Regions from separate parts of the Zea mays genome. Here all the other regions are linked to region 1. A link is a contact called in public Hi-C data. All regions are on one chromosome and are shown on one strand. Each heading gives the region's core, a stretch centred on a gene start, on an enhancer-like site or on the middle of the called end of the contact. The rest is flanking DNA. Distances are from core to core; before and after follow the strand shown. Region 1 holds the start of LOC103630349 (pentatricopeptide repeat-containing protein At2g30780). Region 2 holds the start of LOC100285320 (multicystatin). Region 3 holds the start of LOC100275405. Region 4 holds the start of LOC606484 (deoxy xylulose synthase 1).

Region 1 (3,743 bases), core at 516-3,015:
GTCTCAACATCTATACAAGATAGAGTTGCGACTGCGGAGGTCTTAGAATACCCGTTAGAGTTTGTGGCTTTCCCTTTGTAATTACCCTCTCGCCCCTTGTAATGGGTCTGACCCAACTATCCCAAGTCTATTAATATAATGTCCAACCCTATTTCAGGATCAGGGTTTCTCAAAAGTCCATTTAGTGTTGTCAATTACCAAAACCAAACATATGGTTTTCACTGGTGTAGTGCTTTTGTAGCTCGACTGGTTAAGTGATTCAAGTAGTTGTCTCTTTTGTTTACTCGACTAGTTAACCAATTTGTCTCGAGCAGCTTTATTTGCAATAGTGTTGCTTGCTCTTTACCTTGTTCACTACAATTGGTAAGAAGGTTTTCCATAAAGTGCTAGGCTAGGCATGTACAATTATCAGGAATCTCACCTCTTACTAATATTTGTGTCTAGTTGCGTTATTGTCTTCAAAGGCTAATCACTTTTTTCTTTAGCCAGCTATAAATCCTTTCAATCTACCAAAAGGTGATAAGAGAGTGCAATAGTTTCTATCTCTTCCAACTCTAGATACATCAGAGTACCTCCATTGAGGATGACAACACGTAGTAATTCTACTTTCCTCCATTAGAAGCTCTCTCCACACCTCACGAGCATACTTGCACTTGGAAATAATTGTCCCACGACCTCATCTAGTCTATGGCGCATAGGGCACCTTGTATCACAATCCGTTTCATGGCTTTGTATCTTGCAGCATGGAGGCAAACTATTACATGCAAACCTGCCTTGTTTAGAACTTGAAGACCAAATTTTATTCCATGGGAGATGTGACGACCATTGCCAGGTTGCGATCAGTGGCACTGGTGCAAAAAGGTTCATGATTTAATGCAAAAAAGACCTTTTGACACTTAGAAGACCTTTTGAGTTGAAAAGTCAACCTAGGAAGTGTGTTGTATGTTCTCCCACAACCACAGTGGGATAACTATATTATGGCAACGAGAAATTCCCCACCGAGTTTTAGCTCCCTATCCTCGTTCTCGCGACGATTTTTTTCCGCGAGGATCCACACGAACGTTTGCGAGTGACATTTCTTCCCCATCCCCATTACTCGTAAGGATAAATCCCTATCGGGGATCTCCGTTTCCGCTTAAATTATAATTAATTCGTACTTTATTTATTATTAATGTAAAATATTGTCACTTAAACACATTGTTAGATGTCAAAAATCATTATGTGTACATTAAAATGAATACATTTGTATAAAGGGTGATCACTTGATAAGACAATTATTTATTTTTATTATTAACTATTATATGAAAACATCGTTATATGTAAGTTTAATGTGTCCCCGCGGGAAACGGAGATAGATCCTTGGAAAAATTCCTGGTATGCCATCAGATTTTATACTCATTCGTTGTGTGCCACTGAGTGGCATATAGGTACATTTTTGTGTGTGTATGACATGTGGGGGCCAGTGACACACAAGGACGAGTATTTTCGAATGACATTCAGGAAATTGACCCTAGATCCTTATAGAGGGATTCCCCGCGGGAAATTGGGTCCCGATTGCCATCTCTATCGTCAATGCTAGCTGTTCTCATCAATCAAATCGCGAAAAATTGGACAAAGCCATGCCATTTTTTGGTCCCTTCGCGGCCAACCAACCTAAATCGCAAAAAACGGGCTAAAGTCCATGTCACTTGTTTGGTCTCTTCACGGCCTACCAACCTGGACGGGCCGAACTACCGTTTTATGCAATGAAATCATGACTCGCACAAAATAGGCCCGCTTAAAGAAACCCATCCAGCACGCCAGGACGATGTTGGCCTCCTGCGCTCCTCCCCCGTCCATTCCCCACGCGGATGAGCGGATCCCTCCCTAGCCTAAACCCCTCGCGCCGCCGCCGGCCTACGCCGCCGCAGCCTCCTCCCATGTCCCGCCGCCCCGCCTGTTCCCTCCTCCCTCTGCTCCGAAGCCGCCGCTGCCTTTACGACGCCACCACCGCTAGGCCCTTCACCTCCGTCTCTGTCCCACCCGACGTGATCTCCTCCACCTGGCCGCCGCACTCCCCGTCGCCTCTTCATCCTCCGCCCGATCCGGCCGGGACGTGGTGCTCAGCCTCTTGTTCTTCTACCTCGCCGGCGCTCCCGCCCTTTACCGCATCCCATCTCCGAGCCGCCGTCTCCTTGCTCGCCACCTCGCTCACCGCGCTCCCGGGGCCTGACCCGGACCCGGTGTCCGCCCTCCACGACCACTCCTTCCCTACCCTCCTCGCCGTCTCGCCGCTCGCGTCACTTGAGCTCCTCTCGCTGCTCCGGTCCAGGCCTCGGTTAGGGCTCGCTGTATTCTCATTCCGCCGTGTGCTCTCCCCGGTGCCCTCTATCAGTGAGTTTGCCCTCGCCATCTCGCTCGCGGGCCGCGCCGGAGACCATGACGCGGCGGCCGCGCTCTTTGCCGACGGCACCGCTATTCATTCCCCTAACCTAGGGCTTTACAACGCTCTTATGTCGGCATACATGCACAGCGGCCTCCTTGACAACTGCATCGAGGTCTTCCACGCGCTGGAGCGCGATCCCAGGTGCGGTCCGCCTAACGTGGACTCGTACAACATCCTCATCGCCCTGTTCGGTCGCTCCATCCTCGTTGACCACATGGAGCGCACGCTCCAGTCGCTGGACGCTTCTGGCCAACCCCGCACTATTGGTACTTACAATGCAATCATCTCTGGTTACCTCACCGCATGGATGTGGGACAAAATGGAAGCGTCGTTTCAGGAGATGGTGTCGTTCCATGTTGCTCCAGATGCTACTACGCATAAGTTGATGTTAAGAGGATATGCACATGCCGGGATGATCTGTAAAATGGAGCAAGCTTATGAGCGTGCTTGCAAGCTTGGCATAAAGGTTGACATTTTGCATATACGTGCAATGCTGTGCGCATACTGCAAGTTTTACCATGTAGGTAGAATCCAAAAGATTGAGGATTTGCTCAAGAAGTTGGGTCCTGATGATTACAGGCCATGGCTAAATGTCCTCTTAATTAAGGTGTATGCTCAGGAGGGGTTGACCGAGGGGATGGAGCTGTATATTTCTGAGGCATTGGAACGCAATACCATTGTTACCGCAGTAAAGGTGATGCGGTCCATCATATGTAACTATTTTCAGTATGACGCGGTTGACAGACTTGCACTTTTTGTCCGACGGGCCGAAGATGCTGGTTGGAAGCTGTGCCGGAGTTTGTACCACTGCAAGATGGTGATGTATGGGAAGCACTATCGGTTGGAAGAGATGCATGGGGTGCTCGATGAGATGGAATGTTTGAAGTTTGATCGAACAAAGAAGACATTTTGGATCATGTACAAGGCATATGTTAGTTGTGGTAGGAGGACTGAAGCCAACACTATAATTGGCATGATGTGGAAGCATGGGTTTGCTGTTCGTGACGACATGTCTGATCAATAACTTGTGAGTTGATACTCATTCTGAATATTTAAGTGCATTCACCATGTTTACGTGGCTTTTCTTTTATATATATTATCTGTATAGCTGCACTTATACTGTTGATGTTGGCATTTTGAAAAATTAGACAGCGATTTTAGATTACAGCATATCTAAATTTTCAACTCGTATTACTGCGTTTTCTGTGTAGTAAGAGAATTGAGCAATTTAGAAGTACCACATAAACATAAATTTGACATTTTGGTAAGGTTCTAACTTCTGACATAGCAGATATTGTCATAACAAGTTTTTTTAATG
Region 2 (3,743 bases), core at 591-3,090, 250 kb before region 1:
ACCTGGTTCCTGAAAAGGATTTGATTGTGGCCTAGATTCCTGAGCTATGCCACTGTTTTTCCACATAGTATTACAAGATAAACAAACACTGCGAATGAGATATGGCTATGTTAAGCACTGCATGATGCAAATGCTGTCTTGTGGAACGAGGAGTGTCTGGCATAGGTGTGTGCTTCCTGCTATTTAGTTTCTTAACAAAACTTCGTATGCCTGCATACAAAGTTCTGTTAAGAATCCGAACAGCAAGCTGTCTACTGATAGTACACGGTTTGATGGGCCCAAAGCACCAGTGCGAATGCATCACATGATTACATGAAGAGTATCACTCTTGGTTTTCCATAAAAAAACAAATAGCAATCCCAACGAATTCAACTAACAGTATCCATCCAGTAAAAACCATCTTCCAGATGCCAACATATAAGGTCCCACATCAGGACTAGATACTTCCCAGTTCCCACAATAGCCATGGCAAAGATAAAAGCAACTATATAGACATTGTTTAGTTTGCATCATGCACTGAACCATTACTATACAAGATACCAATGCAAGATAAAAACAAATCATGGTTACAGTCATTGGGATCACTGGCAGCCTGTCCTTGGCTCGTGTGATCATAGGTCGGTTAACCAAATAGCAAGAGACCAGAAGTGGCACCCGTTGCACAAGAAGATAAAAAGAGATGAAATCATACCTAAGATGATGATGTGAAATCGCCGGAAAGCCCATCATTCTCAATGGTGTGCAGGCGAGCCTCTTCTTGTACAATATCTGCTTCAAGAGAGAGTTTGGCAATTGCTGGAAAAAATCAACACCACGTTTATTTATCATGTTGGATTATATTGGATAATTAGCATTATATATTATCCAAACACTGAAGACCAACAATACCTTGCCCAGAGCTAACATCAGAAGCAACAGAAGGCTCGGGTTCAGATTCAGAGTCTCCAACAAGGCGAAACTCAACGACAGACTTGAAATCTTCCCACGGCTTCACCCAAACCTTTGCTCTGTACACACTCTTTTTTCCAGCATCAGCTGCCTCCAGTATCAGGTCATGCAGGGTCCCGGTCACCACCTGCCGCTTGGATTTGAGCACCCTAGTAAACTCCAAAGCGGCGCCCTGTACAAGAAAATTCTCCAAATATTATAAACTCGGAAGAAACTCAGCGTGGCCGTGGGGGTACATACATCTACGGAGAGATGAGAGATCATGCCACTAATATGAGAAAATACAAGTTCGACCATTAACCGAAACGTTGATTCTAGCAAATCTAGTAGGTCACTCCCCCAAAGAGTTGAGACCTAAGTTTAAGGACCCCTGCAAGTTGATGCAACTGGGAAGCCCGTTAGCGAATCCATGGACCCAACTCTTTTCCCCTCTCGGGAGTGAAACTTCATTGACCTAATTAGGTGGCGTCACCTCGTAAGTCAATGCAATTCACTCTCTCATGGTAGTACATACCAAGAGTCCACACGCTGATGGAATTGGTATCGGCAGGATGGAGAGACGAGGAGGGAGGCGCACACCTGGTTCTTGTTGTAGTGGGCGACGGCGAAGCGAGCGGCGTCCTCGGCCTCGGCTCGCTCGCGGAGCGCGGCGAGCACACCCCTCACGAGACCGCTCTCGTCCCCTCCCAGGTGGAACCCGGAGACCGCGGCGGCGGAGGCCGCGAGGAGCACCGCGGCGAAGAGAAGGGCGCGGCGAGGCATCATCGTCAGCGCGGCGAACCTACTACCAGCTGGTTGGTTGGTTCGCGTCGGCGTGTGTGTGGCGCTTGGCTGCTCTGCGCTTGTGTTCGTGCTCGTGTTCGCTCTTTTTGCTTCGAACGGTGTCAGTGTCACAGTGGGGCGGGTGGGGACTGGGGAAAGCCAAGGGAGCCGGGTGGTGGGGCAGGTTGGCGTGGAGGGGACAGCGACGTGTGATCCGATCGGAGCCGTCAGCGCTTTGGGATCGGGCGGTGGGTGATGACAAGGAGCCCGACGCGGAGGAGGTCGCTTTGTCGTTTGTCGCCGTCCGGCGCAAGCGTGTCTGCGTTGCGCGTCTGCTCGCTCTTTCTGGAGTCGGCGACCCGCAAGGCCAGTGGGACCCCTGGTCCCTCCTTCTAGGACATCCGAAGCTTCTCGTGAGCTAGGCAATTTCAATTTACTAGTAGTACAGAGTTATTTTTTTATAAAATTCCTTCAATACCATCAAAACTTATACCAATCACTTCAATACCATCAAAATTTATAGTTTTCCTTCAATACCATCAAATTTAAATTTTAATCTCTTAAATAACATTACCGTTAGTTTGAAGCTAACATCGTTAGTTCAATTTAAAGTCAATCTCTCCAATGACACTAAAATCTATATTGATCCCTTCAATGCCACTAAAAATTGGTTCCATTTATTTGGGGTTTAAAAATTCCAGAATCAAAAAATATGAATCAGATTTTTAAAATTCCACTATTTTTAAAAACTTTAGTCCATACTTAAGTTTTTTAAAAAAGCGAAATGGTATAGCGAAGTAATTTTGGGGTTTAAAAAGTATGTACTTGAGTTTTTAAAAATCGTGTAATTTTAAAAATGTGATCCATATTTTTTATTTTGAAATTTTTAAACCTTAAATATATCGAACCAATTTCTAGTGACATTAAAGGGGTCGATATAGATTTTAATGGCGTTAGAGGGATTGATTTTAAATTGAACTAACGGCGTTAACTCCAAACTAACGATAATGTCATTCAAGGATTAAAATTTAAATTTGATTTGAAGGAAAGTTATAAATTCTGATGGCATTGAGGGGATTGATATAAATTTGGATATTATTGAAGGGATTTTCTCTATATTTTTTTTTGACACATTTACGCCGCCGTAGGCAGAGGCTCCTATGCATAAAATTCAGAATACACATACGAAGGCATTGTTGTAATGTTGATGAAACTGCTCACACCATTCCTACGACAAATCAAAAATAAGTAGATCCTATGTCTCATAATGCTTGTTCAGAGCTCATCATATAAACTGAAGAGTATTAGTTCCAAGAGAGAAAAAATGAATGCAAAATACCCCTTCACACAAAAATTGTAGGTATGTTTGCTCATAGAAAAAGTCACACAGCATGGATTTTAACCTATAATTTCTCTTACAGTATGTAGTTAATTGCTAAAGAATCAATATCATCTTAGAGCTACTCTGAACACAAATTATCTTACAGTATGTGGCTAATTGCTAAAGAATCGATACCATCTAAGAGTAAACTTGAATTACAAGTCACTTTAGCTTTATCCTAAATTAAAATTTCTCTAACTTTAACAAGCTTATGAAAAATTACACCAACGCTACATATCCAAATTAATTCCATTAAACCCACCATTTAAGTATCAATAGTGCATTAGTATTATAGGCGTTACTGTTTTTTTAGAAAACGTAGTAAAAGTCAAAGAATATTAACTTAGAACAAAATTAAAAACAACATAAAATTTAGACAGGAGCAGGGGCAGCTGAATTCTTCACATTTATATATACCACGTCAAGCTGCAGTTGGACCCATCCCACATACTACTGCGGTGAGCTAGTGAGTCAGTTCCACGACACAGTTCCCACATTACGACTAGATTAGCAACGCACTAGTAAACGTTTATTCACCATTATTACTAGTTTATAGTAATTTCTATGCTTCAGCATCCACTCGCAACCGCGCTATTCCTGAACACCTTCAGCAAAGCTCCCATCCATCGCCGTCCTTGGAATCCACACGCTT
Region 3 (3,743 bases), core at 694-3,193, 190 kb after region 1:
GCACACGTCATAAGGCACCAACGTCAATCAGCAGCAGCTCGGCTGCCCCAACCACCCGGTGTCGCTGTGTCCGTGCCGTGCGGCGTCCGACTGCCGAGTCAATTCAGTGGAGCCGTGGTCTGTGGAGGCCTATTGGGCTTGACCGCTTTGGGCCTAGTGGGAGAGATGGCTGACAGATGACCACTTCGGGTTGTATCCGGGTTAAATCCGGAAATATCCCGACCGAATACGGGATCCTGACAATCCAATCGGAAAATAGTACTTCCCGTTTCCGTCCCGACCCCGCAGACCTTCCAACCCGTAACCCGTCCCGAACCCGTTTTTTTCAAAAATATGAAAACAGGCGGGTTAAATGTAGAAAATGGGTCGGGTCGGAACAGGATGCGACGGCCCGAGGGGGAGGTGGAGCTGGGATGTGGTGGTCGAACGCGGATTCGAACGGGAAGTGGAGGGGGATGAAAATGCAAGGCGTGGATGAAAAAGCAACTGCATCGCCTTCTTCGCCTCGGCTCCTTAGCGCGGGTGCGCCTCTGCTCTTTCGCCCATGTCAGCGTCCAACTCCCGGTCCAGCTCACACTCGACAGCTTCGGCCGTTCATGTGTTCGTGGGCTAGCCCAGCCAAGAGAGCACACCACTCACATCCCAAAAGTCAGGCCGATGAGAGGAGGGGACTCTCCCTTTTAAGCTGCCCACGGCCACCTTGGCTAGCTGATGTGGGACTAAAGCCGAGGCACTGACTACCGACCCCTGACATCCCACCCCTTGGGAAGCCCCCGGCCCAGCTCACACTCGACAGCTTCGGACGTTCATGCGCTCGTGGGCTGGCCCAGCCAAGAGAGCCAAAAGCCAGACTGATGAGAGAAGGAGGACTCTCTCTTTTAAGCTGCCCACAGCCACTTGGCTAGCTGATGTATGACTAAAGCCGAGGCACTGACTACCGACCCATAACAGGCTAGAAGGTGATGTTTTCTGCTTTTGTTTTTTTATCAACCCTTTGTTTTGTTTTTTTAATCTTGTTCTGGATGTTTCCAGCATGGACCCGAAAGCGGGCGCAACCAAATCGCATTTTGTTCTTTATCAATGAAAGCTGACTTCATCAGGTTCTTTTTCTTTACTGTCAGTTTACTTCGCCAGGTTTTTTTAACAACATTCCTAAGCGTCTGTTGGAGGTGTGTTCGGTTTTATCTATGTTCGTAAACTTCTGATGGTCAATGAGCCCATCCTTTTGTTAACAAAATTACCTTCAAACGGGCCTTGTTACGCTACGCAGATCACTTGCAAAGCAAAGTGCCAACGCCCTCGTTCTTTTTAAATCTTTGCTACAAATTTTACTGTGAACCGTTGTTTCAGCACTGCTCGAGACAACGCCCACGAAATCGCATTGCATTCCAGATCTAGGCAAATACAGATCTTCCAACACGAGCAGATCCTGCGAACTAAAGAGTAAAGACCCCGGCTACTTCTTGCCGGTGTTCTTGCCGCCCTTGGCGCAGGCGCCTCCCGCGGCCTGCGCCGCCTTCCTGGCAGCCTTCTCCTGCAGCGCCTTGGCGTCCCGCTCCCGCCGCTGCTCCGGGGTGAGCCCGTCGTCGCGCCCCTTGGCCGCGGGCCGCCGCGCCTGCGCCCTCTGCCGGTCGCGTTCCCTCTGGTCGCCGCGTGCAGCCCAGCCCAGGTCAAGGACGAAACGGAACCATCATCCGAAACACGCCGTTCCAACAGAAAACATAAAAAACAACGAGTCCACCATGACATAAAAGAGCAACGAACTGCAAAACCCGCCCTTACAAGAATCGATAGAACAACAGGAACAGAAAAAAAAACAATGTGTGGCCAAGGATATGAGTCATTGTGACAACTTCTGAACTTCGTAGGGAAGAGAGACTGCGGACTCGAGAGGAAGCCTCTGGAAGCAGTGGAAAACGTGAGGCCGACAGCCCAAGAATAGACGGTGCGGGAGATGACACGGTGGGGCAGAATTTATACGCAGCTGGAGAGAACGGAACGCCCTGTATCCAGAAACGTCCCTTGCTTCCGGAACCTTCTGCGCGGGGAAAAACAATATTGCAATAATTTGTACTCCGAAGAGCCGTAGTAGACTGATGCGATAAACCGATGGCCAGCCGTTCTGGGGCTTCTCGCTTTCCTCCCGCGTGTGCTCTACGCGACATAAGTTCTAAATATTCAAGTAGAAAGGTTTTAAGATGCTTGTATAAAGTTTCTGAATTCAAAATATAAGGTTTCAAACAATAAAGTTTTAAAATATATCTACTAGCCTGTAGGAAAAAAATATAGATATGCAAACGGCAAAACTATTCCTATAACCCACCTAATTTAGATCCTATTTAAAACTGCTCTAACTCTAAAAACAATTTATGGTGAAGGATAATTAGATGCTTCAGAAAATTTTAGAACTAAAATTGTAAAAATTAGTGAAGAAATTATTTTGTCTATGGTTTAGATTAAAAATATTTTTAAAAACTATTTAAATTTATATTGTAAATTGTAGCGTCAAATTAGAGTTCTAATATGGAGCAATCTTAAACACCCACTTATGTCAGACATGCATCATGCACTGCTCCTATGTGTTGCAAGCAAGGTTTACAAAACCAGTCGGTTTTGGCGATAAATCGTTCGGTTTACCGAAACCACCGAGACGTGGTTTTGGTTAACCACCGGTTTTTTCAAAGTTCATCTACTTTGATATTATACTTCAGTTTATCTATTATGGTAGATGTGTGTTGTATTTATATAATTATGCCGTTATGTAACATGTTAGTTCCTTGTTGTGGAATAGACACCTAGACTATTTATTGTTGGTCATAATTTATATTCGGAATTTAATATAAAAATGTCTAATTACTCAACAGTATGTAGGTGACAGCATAAACGAGGAAAAAAATTATTTGCATCCCGAATGCAAAACACACTCATTTTCAGTCTCTCACACCCACTACCTGCAGGCTCATATAAATAAAAGAAAAACAAATTAATAATGAGTTAAGTTGTAAATTTTAATCTGTTTTGTGGATTTTCAGGCGGTGGATGTGAGAGACTACAAAAGAATGTGTTTGCACGAGGACGTAGAGAATTTTTTTTCCCGACGGAAGAATCGTGCTTCCATTGACATACAAGATGTAGGGTCACAATGAAAACATCAGCCAGGAGCAAGAGATTATTGAAGGCAAACTTCAGGACGGACAACGAAACTGAAGGCCTGAAGGCGAGACCAGTGCACCATCAACATCATCGAAAGAACTCTCTGGCATGCCAGCATCAGGTCAACGCTGCTAGTCTACATACATTGTTGGTCCTACACATTTGTTTCTTGTCTTGTGCTACACTGTATGAAATGTTAGATTTTGCTCAAGCTTTATGCGCACAGACATCTAGCTATGATAACGAGATGCACAGTCACCGACTAGGCTGCTAGCTAACGGGAACAACGTGCATATACGAGATGACTGAAGAACAAAAGTTAAGGAAGCACAGTTTTAAGGCCTAAGCAACTAATTATTAAACATCTCATATATTCCCCAGGAATTAACACGCAAGAAGACCTACTACATTAACTTCAGCCGAGATAGACAACCGTACTAGATAGGAACGAGACGTGACGTGATCTTGAGCGGACTATCACCTACATAGCACAGGGCACAGGCACAGTTCAGAGCATCGATGCCTCTCTGCTTTCACCTATTTTGTGTGCCTCTCTGCCTTCTCCTGTTTCTTGGCCTTGGCAACCTTGC
Region 4 (3,743 bases), core at 588-3,087, 160 kb before region 1:
ATCTACCCATAGAGCCATAGAAGAATAGACTCATAGAGCAAAAAAACCTTGATCGGTGGGGGTAAGACAATCCTTGGGTATAGGATTAAGAAGAAGATCTTCCCACACAAGTCGAGAAAATCCCAAACCCCTGTCATACCCATACACAGTGGCACTGTAGCCCATGTGAGAACGACACCAACATGGAATTCTCTCCCGTAGGGAGTCAAACTTATGACCTGACGAGTGCTACTCAGACCACCTAACTAGTTGCTAGAGGCCCTTTCACAGAACCATGGAGCAAGATATGCACCCTGTTGAAAAGATGGAGGTATGGACACTTGGCATCATCATTTGTAGGTGCCCGAGTTCTAGAAGAACATGATGTTGCAGTAGGAGTTAACTTAATAATGAAATTTAAAATTAAATGCACCTTCATGTCTTTAAATCAAACATAAAAGAGAGAAGAGGGTAAAAAAGTGTAACATCTTTATCTAAAAAATAACTTGTAACAGAAGTGGCTTGCATATTGACGGAACTAAAGGTGGATGTCAGCGGTGGCAAAGTGAAGATTATCAAGAAAAAAGGAGATTAGCATCAAGAATGTAGTAAATACAAAGATGATATATATAGTTGCATGACATTTCACTTGTCCTTACCATAAATAGTGCTTGAGTTGTGATAGTGTGTGATGTTGCATAAGGAAATTGGGTCTTTTTGTTGTATTTGGGTCGAGTGAAGGGGGATCAAACATGTATGGGAGCAAAAATTGAAATAAGCTTAAACAAGATTACTTATAAACTAGAGTGTTTGTTGATCATTTTAATAAATTATATTATAGAAGTTGAATCAGACATGTCAAGCGGCATCAGAGGCAGCAAGCTCCTATGTTTGCTTGACCAGCATGTAGCAATCCAAGCTACTAATTTTAAGTGTTTTGTGGTTAGAACTTGTTGCCTAGCAGCTATTTTCCTTCTAGGGCAGCAACCAAACATGTCCTAAGTGCATGTGGAGTTGTTATTACAAATTACTCAATGTGGCGATGTGCAAATTTACAAAGGTATTCTTTTGGGCAATCAGGCTTGGGTAAATCCTCAGGGCTTGTTCGATTAGTGATAGATTAAAAGAGATTAGAGATGATTAAATCTCTTGCTAGTCAAAAATTGAATAGAGAGAGATTTACTTCTATCCACCAGCAACCGAACATGGTCTAAAAGGGTATATAATTATGGGAGCCGTAGATGTAGGTACGGGGACAAAAGTCCTTTCTCTATGCACTTTTGTGCAGCTCCTACCTCACTTCTCCACAATTGATATTTGTTTGATTTGTATCTTATCCCATATTATCCTCTCGGGATACTTGGTCGAGCTGGCCCAATGGGGTGCGACATTGGTAGGACACCCATTGCTCTCACTCGCTCCCGCCGGTTGCTCGACCCGGGAGGACGAGGGGGGGGGGGGGGGGGGGGGGGGGGGGGGGGGGGGGCAGGGCAGGGGCACCTTGGTCCTTGGGCACAGGCGAATGAATTCCAGCCACACGCGCGGCCATGGCCTTCCCCACCTACGTGGTCATCCACACTCCCCTCGGCATCCCGCATCCCCTCGTCCCCGGACCCGCCGCACTACTGCTATAGGCGCATCCCCGGCGCCTTCGCACACTCTCTCCCCGGCCACTTCCCAAATCCGCCCGCCATTCATGCACCCTTCTGTGCACTGTCAGCGCCACCATTAGCTCGCAGCTCAAGCTCGCCACTACCATTTTGGTCGGTTCTTGAGGAAATCGATCGAACCGTTGGAGTGCCACCACTGGCAGAGGCTGTTGCATTCTTGAGTTGAGCAGGAAGAGGAGAGGAAGCAATGGCTCTGTCGACGTTCTCTGTCCCAAGGGGATTCCTCGGTGTGCCGGCTCAGGACTCCCATTTCGCTTCGGCGGTCGAGCTCCATGTCAACAAGCTGCTCCAGGCCAGGCCTATCAATCTCAAGGTAAGCTTCCTCTGCCAGTTGTACGCAAGCTAAATTTTCTCAGTTCCGTTCCGGTTAGTTTGATGGCCAATGCTGCGTGCAGCCTCGGCGGAGGCCGGCATGCGTGTCGGCGTCGCTGTCGTCGGAGCGCGAGGCGGAGTACTACTCGCAGAGGCCGCCCACGCCGCTGCTGGACACCATCAACTACCCCGTCCACATGAAGAACCTGTCTGTGAAGGAGCTGCGGCAGCTGGCCGACGAGCTCCGGTCCGACGTCATCTTCCACGTCTCCAAGACCGGCGGCCACCTCGGGTCCAGCCTCGGCGTGGTGGAGCTCACCGTCGCGCTGCACTACGTCTTCAACGCGCCGCAGGACCGCATCCTCTGGGACGTCGGCCACCAGGTACGCTGATGCGGCATGGGCCGCGCGCGCGGCATGGCTCTGGGTAACGTGCGCTCCATGTGAGCGTGCCGGGCAGGTCGCGGACAGGCTAGCTAATTAACCACCCCGGACCCGGGTTTTGTTTGTCTGATTCGCGCGCATGCAGTCGTACCCGCACAAGATCCTGACGGGGCGGCGCGACAAGATGCCGACGATGCGGCAGACCAACGGCCTGGCGGGCTTCACCAAGCGCGCCGAGAGCGAGTACGACAGCTTCGGCACGGGCCACAGCTCCACCACCATCTCCGCGGCGCTCGGGATGGCGGTGGGCCGGGACCTCAAGGGCGGCAAGAACAACGTGGTCGCGGTGATCGGCGACGGCGCCATGACGGCCGGGCAGGCGTACGAGGCCATGAACAACGCCGGGTACCTGGACTCCGACATGATCGTCATCCTCAACGACAACAAGCAGGTGTCCTTGCCCACGGCGACGCTCGACGGGCCGGTGCCGCCCGTGGGCGCGCTCAGCAGCGCCCTCAGCAAGCTGCAGTCAAGCAGGCCGCTCAGGGAGCTCAGGGAGGTGGCCAAGGTACGTCCGCACAAACCTTGGATGGGACGCTACATCACCCTCTTGACAGCCCGGCCGGTTAGGCAAGCGCCACGTAAGGGCTTGTTCGGTTATTCCCAATACACATGGATTGGATGAGATTGGAAAAAATTATGAAGAAGTTTGAGCTGTTTGGGATTCAAACCCATCCAATCCCGCTCAATCCACATGGATTGAGAGCTAACCGAACAAGCCCTAACACGTCAAATTTCCAGACTGTCCTCGTTCTCACGGAAGCGCGTAGATTTTCTGGAATCTTGATTAGTAGTAATTCCTATAGTTGCACATATTTTTTTATCAAATCATTAAGATAAATAAATAACCTTGCCTTTGGAATTAAATGGAAAACTGTCAACAGTCATCGGGCAGCAGCAGACGTACATGACGCGAGCTATGGAGCTTCTTGAATCTACTGCACGAAAGCGTCTGAATGAAACTTGTTTAGTCTTAGCGAACATGCCAAAATAGGCTGCGTCAGATGCAGAGTGACGTGCACTAATCTGCTTCTAGGGGGCATGCATGGACACATGTTCACCAGAAAGGCCGATGACGAAGCGTATACGAGCTAGCATTCTAGCAACAGTCCGTAGATTCGAGTAATGCCCACTACTAGGCAAACTTTGTATAAACAAAGCTACTCAAAGCATGGATGATGGATCTCAGGTCGCAGCAAGTTGACTCTAGAAATAGTTTATCATGCTACTCGAGCTGTATCCAAGTTTGACTGACATTGGTTCATCTTCTACTGGACTGGTCATAATATTACCTGGGCTAGGTTTTGACCGGCCCATTCTTGTTGGGCCGACAAGGATT

What was found. Hi-C and Micro-C count contacts between places; a contact is called where the count stands out from the background.
Region 2: a contact with region 1 is called in a Hi-C map of bundle sheath, with 2.0 times the contacts expected there. The contact joins the promoter of LOC100285320 here to the promoter of LOC103630349 in region 1. A contact is called at or near these places in 5 of 25 Hi-C or Micro-C datasets (bundle sheath, ear and leaf).
Region 3: a Hi-C map of root tip shows a contact between it and region 1, with 6 times the contacts expected there. The contact joins the promoter of LOC100275405 here to the promoter of LOC103630349 in region 1. A contact is called at or near these places in 14 of 25 Hi-C or Micro-C datasets (bundle sheath, ear, endosperm and 4 more).
Region 4: a contact with region 1 is called in a Hi-C map of leaf, with 4 times the contacts expected there. The contact joins the promoter of LOC606484 here to the promoter of LOC103630349 in region 1. A contact is called at or near these places in 12 of 25 Hi-C or Micro-C datasets (bundle sheath, ear, leaf and 2 more) and 1 of 3 datasets of contacts at active chromatin or transcription factors (leaf).

The regions. Positions count from the first base shown.
Region 1 is chr6:157,312,930-157,316,672 of Zm-B73-REFERENCE-NAM-5.0, reverse strand. It overlaps LOC103630349 (pentatricopeptide repeat-containing protein At2g30780), which reads left to right and starts at 1,765. Exons shown (of 2, transcript XM_008651407.4): 1 at 1,765-3,452. The coding sequence starts at 1,851. The coding sequence ends at 3,449.
Region 2 is chr6:157,565,258-157,569,000 of Zm-B73-REFERENCE-NAM-5.0, reverse strand. LOC100285320 (multicystatin) reads right to left here and starts at 1,840. Exons shown (of 4, transcript NM_001158213.2): 1 at 1,528-1,840; 2 at 889-1,120; 3 at 692-795. The coding sequence starts at 1,713. The coding sequence ends at 692. It overlaps LOC103630351, which reads right to left. Exons shown (of 8, transcript XM_008651414.4): 8 at 3,414-3,743. The coding sequence ends at 3,699.
Region 3 is chr6:157,125,546-157,129,288 of Zm-B73-REFERENCE-NAM-5.0, reverse strand. It overlaps LOC100275405, which reads right to left and starts at 1,943. Exons shown (of 2, transcript NM_001328158.1): 1 at 1,838-1,943; 2 at 1,327-1,653. The coding sequence starts at 1,844. The coding sequence ends at 1,457. mbd120 (methyl binding domain protein 120) reads right to left here. Exons shown (of 2, transcript NM_001362800.1): 2 at 3,504-3,743. The coding sequence ends at 3,662.
Region 4 is chr6:157,472,050-157,475,792 of Zm-B73-REFERENCE-NAM-5.0, reverse strand. LOC606484 (deoxy xylulose synthase 1) reads left to right here and starts at 1,837. Exons shown (of 8, transcript NM_001164333.1): 1 at 1,837-1,962; 2 at 2,045-2,344; 3 at 2,490-2,912. The coding sequence starts at 1,837.